2 separate regions of the Zea mays genome follow, and region 1 is linked to region 2. A link is a contact called in public Hi-C data. All regions are on one chromosome and are shown on one strand. Each heading gives the region's core, a stretch centred on a gene start, on an enhancer-like site or on the middle of the called end of the contact. The rest is flanking DNA. Distances are from core to core; before and after follow the strand shown.

Region 1 (2,700 bases), core at 25-2,524, 140 kb before region 2:
AGGGCTAGTACTTTTGCTTCTCTCCTTTCTTGGTCAGGGGCATATACTAAAGAGATTCAAATATCGCCTTTGCCTTTCTCTGTCTAGAGAAAACTATTAGTCGTATATGGTCGTAGCCCATACAGGTGAATGTGTGCGTATCTTATTATGATTAGAACAATAAAAAAAAGACAGGAAACGAATAAAAAGCTCTGTCATGGAGAGAGGTTTGAGTGACCTCTATACTAAAATTGGATCGACACTACCTGGACACCACTAGAGTGGATGCCATGGGTGAAAAAGGCAGCTTTGCGCTAACAATCTAGGAAATACTACATAAACTGCTGTACTAGGAAATTGAAGCAAGCTAGAAGAAGCCAACAAATAAGAGATATTATCGTATTAATCAGCGAATGGCCATGGATTAGAGGGGCTGCAGTCTAGTCTAGCTAGCTTTGTTCGTCTTCCTCCCATTCTTCCTTGGTCATATATGGCTTTAAATTCACATACATATTCCTATTGGTAGCAGCCTAGAGCTGAGTGGATGAGGAGGTTCTTCTGATGTGGGAGCTGCTCTTGCTGCTGCTTTGCTGGACCAGTGCAGCCATATCTAGTTTCAGCTGGTACATGTTATATACAAACAGATGAGTATTCATTCATTTTTAGCTATAAGAGACAAAGTGTGCTACTATTTGTTACTTGTTTGCACTGCCTCTTGAGCTTGAGGTTCTCATTCACCAGGCGACGAACCTCCTTCTCCAGCTCCTGCACATAGGCCTGTAGTGTTTGTGTGTCAGAGAGAGACATGGGTTGAGCTGCTTAGATTCGTGTTCGTACCCTCTTCCTTGCCCTGGAGCGCAGCGCAGACTCCCTGTTCCTCATCATCCGGATGTTCTTCCGCTCGTCGTCGTAGCCGCCGCTGCTGTTGCTGCCGCCACCGGGCCCCGTCAGCTGCAGATCCAGGGCGCCGGCCCCCAGCAGGTACTCCTCCTCGTCCTCACCCTCGTCCTCTTCCTCCTCGCCGACGCTGAGCGACAGGAGAGGGGTGCGCCGTGGGGGCACCGCGCCTGCCGGTGGCGCTGGCACCGGCGCCTTCAGGGCGGCGCTGTCGCGGCTCGTACTGGTGCTGGACAGGGAGAAGAGAGAGCTGCAGCCGCTCAGGCTCAGCTGCGGGCTCCTCGGCATCCTCCTTGGATTGGGTTAGAGCAGCAGGCAGCACTATCGCAGCCAGCGGACAGCGGAGGACAGACACGGACGGACTCGACCACGCGAAATGCGACTCCTCTTCTCTCCTGACCTCAGCTAACCAAAGCCACGAGCCATCCCATTATTGCGGTACCCCACCACGCGATTCGACTCACGCTGTTCGTATCTCGTTTTCCTCTTCTCTATCGGCTATCGCTATGCTATCGGCTATCGCTGTTCCTCTCTCGTTTGTACTTTGGCCTTGTTTTACACCTGCTTCGTCCAGGTTCAGCCTCCCGTCGAGAGCAAGCAGTTATTTTTTTTCTTCATCCTTGCGAGTGGCACCGATTCATCGATCACTGGCCAGTGGGGTAGCCGAGTCACCGACAGATGTCATTCTCTCCTTAAAAATAGTAAAAGATTAGATTGCCAGGGTAAAAGATGGCAACGGCCAAGGGGAATAAAATACTCCTATGTCCACGGACAATAAAAAAATATATACAGATGCGTGAATCTGCCTGTGAACACAGATATGATGCATTCTCAAATTTGATATGTATTATTTAATGAAAAAGAAAAATATTTTTCATGTACACAAATACGATATACCCGCTTCATCCCTCACCATCCATCCTCCACCGACCGCCGCCATACACCCTCAGCCCCCAACTTATCCTCTCCTTGCCTCCTTGGCTTCAGTAGCCTCCTCTACCTGGTTCTTAGGAGACATATAGGCCCTATTTGTTTCGGCTTCTGGCAGCTTCTGACCACCAAAAACTGCTGCGTACTGTCAAATGCTCAGCTTTTCAGCCAGCTTCCATAAAATTCGTTGGGGGCAAAAACATCCAAAATCAACATAAACACATAATCGGTTGAGTCACTGTAATAGTAGGAATATGTCACTTTCTAGATCCTGAGCCCTATGAACAACTTTATCTTCCTCCACACATAATTGTAATGATACTCAGATTCTCCCCACAGCCAGATTCTCCCCACAGCAAGATTTTCAGAAAAGCTTGTTAGAAAAAAGCTGAACCAAACATGTCCATAGTCATTTGTCGGCACAATATAGCACCCATGACGGGTAACAGGTGCGAACACAAAATTTTGCTTGCAAGCGCCGGTATGCGACATTGGTATCCGCAGGCATTTTGTACATTGCCATCTATAGTTCATAGCCTATCTTAAAGGCACCTCCTTCCAATATAAATCAACACTTCGTTTTTCTCCTCACTCCACCGTGTTCTTGGGCCTAAGCCATAGGCGAGCAACCTCTAAACCTTTGTTTGCTTGTGTAAATGCACCGGTAGCCAAGCAATCAAGTTTTTGGGAAGCACATCTACGTGACTGTTCTCTGTCTTTGTCAACTTCGGTTCAATCCAGTAGTCATGTTCTTTATCTTCCTCGAGCGAACAACTACATTGACAACCGCTCATGGGATAGCACTACGTAGCTCTCCCTGCATCAAGCCTAGCATCACTACTTCGAGCATACCATCATGGCCAAGTCTAATGATGGTAATAGTTTTTCCCTACG
Region 2 (2,700 bases), core at 148-2,647:
TGAATTATATTTTTGGATGGAAGGAGTAGTATTTAAAGAAGAGCCTTGCATGCAATTTCTTTTTGTTTGAATAATGTTTTCAACTTAAATTCTTTTTTATACGTGTTACATTTATTCTCCGTAATATTTTTTCCATGGATTTGACTTATGAGTCATTTTCATAAACCAATGCTAAAGATGAATCCATGTTTCTTACTTGGAAACCTCGAACAAACACCACTGGCAGGAGGCGCTCGCGTTGGCATCGCTCATCGACGACGAGAAGAAGCTTGGCGACTGCTAGTTCAACCTCTGGAAGCAGTACTACGTGGCCACATGCGTCGCTGTGTTCGGCAAGCTCCGCCGCAGCCGCCGCTTGGACGCAGTCCAGAGCGGCTGCATCGCGTTGTCCATCTCAAACAGGGGGACCTCATGGTCGTCACCAATGCCGGCGAATCTTGGGTTGTTCTAGGCACCGCATCAGACAACAGTGCCGTCACACCGTCCAGCTCATCATCACCTGAAGCTCAACCTGCCACGTAAGTCACTACTGACCGGCCATGAATTCTTGTGCGCTGGGACGACGACCGTTGCTGACATTGTGTGAGTGTCCTCAAACAAGATGTATGTAGAGGAGTAGCACATCCGGTGGTGCAACGGCTAGGTGTATTACCTCGCTGATGAGCCCGGGGTGCACTTCGTTTGGCAACACAACAAAGAGTCATCGGTACTCACCATGTCGTGCGCGTTCGACGACTACTATATCAAGGACTATGGCGTCATCTTGGCGCCAGAGGTGACGCAGAGGAGGACCGACAACAATGACCACTCGTCATCGTCGGGTAGCTTTTGTGCCGGCCTGCCTTTAATTCTCTTCGCAAACACATACACTTGTTTTTTGGTTTAAGCAAGCGTGTATGGTGGTGCCTACCTGATGACTGATAATGTACGAGGGAACTTCTACTGGCAGGTGTGGCACGTGCTCTTCAATGATGAGACCATACAAATCATGGCATATATCGAAGTCTGCATGATACTGATGGTTGTAATGTAGTAGTGAAACAGCTAAATTAAAATAACAAAATTTATGTATGGCTAAGATTACAAATGGATTATGAAACATTTTCTTATAACAATATAAGACATATTTTATATTTAAGTTATTATGTTATTATATGTCTCCGTTGCAACACACGGGTACGCACCTAATAAAAAGATAATACTACAATTACTCGGGCGCAAATGTGTTTGTTTAAAAATAAAGGAAAACAACACCATCCCACCCAAGGCCAGCGCATGGGCAGAAAGGAAGGAGAAGGAAAAAAAACCCGCCCTCCCCTCCCGCACCGCACCCCAGCAAGGCAGGCAGGCAGGCCAGCCAGAATCACACGACACACGCATACAGTTTTAGTTTGTTCAACTACACACGCAAATCGGAATCGAAACCCTATCTCGGATCCGATGGCTCGTTCGCCGCCGCCTTCTTCGTCGGCCGGCGGCGCGCAGTACGCGCAGCAGTTCCTCAACACGGCGCTCTCCCAGCGGGGCCCGTCCGCGCTGCCGTACGCCGAGGACGTCAAGTGGCTCATCCGCAACCACCTGGTAGCGCTGGCCGAGGCCTTCCCCTCCCTCCATCCCAAGGCCGCCCTCTTCACCCACAACGACGGCCGCGCCGCTCACCTCCTCCAGGCCGACGGCACCATCCCCATCCACCACGCCGGTGCCTCCTACAACCTCCCCGCCGTCATCTGGCTGCCCGAGCCCTACCCGCGCTCCCCGCCGCTCGTCTTCCTCTCCCCGACCCGAGACATGGTCATCAAGCCCCACCACCGCCTCGTCGACAGCTCCGGCCTCGTCGCCAACGCGCCCTACCTCCGCTCCTGGGTCTTCCCCTCCTCCAACCTCGTCGACCTCGTCCGATCCCTCTCGCACCTATTCGGCCTCGACCCGCCCCTCTTCACCAGGAACCCTCCTGCCGCCGCACAGGCTCCGCCACCGAATCCCTCGCCGACCCAGCCCCCACCACGGCTCGCCGCCTCCCCTTCCCCCTCCTACAGCAGGCTTGGGGGTGCCGCCGGCTTCCCGGCGTCGCCCCAGCTCGCCCCCCGCCCGCCCCCCACGGAGGACCCCGCCGAGGTCTTCAAGCGCAACGCCGTCGCCAAGCTCGTCGACATGGCCTACGCCGACGCCGCCGCACTGCGCACCGCACGGGAGGCTGAGGTCGACGCCCTCTTCGCCGTCCAGGCCGAGCTGCGGCACAGGGGAGGCATCGTCGCTCAAGGTGTGCGCAACATGGGGGAGGAGATGGAAGCGCTCGAGCGGCGCCTGCAGGACGTCATGATGGCCACCGATGTTGTGGAGGACTGGGTCAGGCAGAACAACAGGAGAGGCAGCAACCAAGCCACCGAGGACGACGAAGCCATCGAGCCGGCGGATGTGCTGTCCAGGCAGATGATCCAGTGCACAGCGGCAGATTTGGCGCTCGAGGACACCATCTACGCGCTCGACAAGGCAATCCAGGAAGGATCCGTGCCCTTTGACGGCTACCTCAGGAGCGTGCGTGCACTGTCCCGTGAGCAGTTTTTCCACCGCGCCCTATCTGCCAAGGTGCATAGCGCGCAGCAGCAGGCTAAGGTTGCTAGCATGGCAGCACGGGCGCCACCGCAGTACGCATCATAGGGATCATGGTCAGTATGCTTGCTTGGTTTGCTATTTCCTCCG

What was found. A called contact is a pair of places that touch in the nucleus more often than the background predicts.
Region 1: a Hi-C map of leaf shows a contact between it and region 2, with 8 times the contacts expected there. The contact joins the promoter of LOC100281320 here to the promoter of LOC100304271 in region 2. A contact is called at or near these places in 1 of 25 Hi-C or Micro-C datasets (leaf) and 1 of 3 datasets of contacts at active chromatin or transcription factors (leaf).

The regions. Positions count from the first base shown.
Region 1 is chr5:225,955,894-225,958,593 of Zm-B73-REFERENCE-NAM-5.0, reverse strand. LOC100281320 reads right to left here and starts at 1,274. Exons shown (of 3, transcript NM_001154238.2): 1 at 817-1,274; 2 at 679-756; 3 at 121-599. The coding sequence starts at 1,164. The coding sequence ends at 510.
Region 2 is chr5:225,819,645-225,822,344 of Zm-B73-REFERENCE-NAM-5.0, reverse strand. LOC100304271 (Protein ELC-like) reads left to right here and starts at 1,397. Exons shown (of 1, transcript NM_001165714.1): 1 at 1,397-2,700. The coding sequence starts at 1,441. The coding sequence ends at 2,658.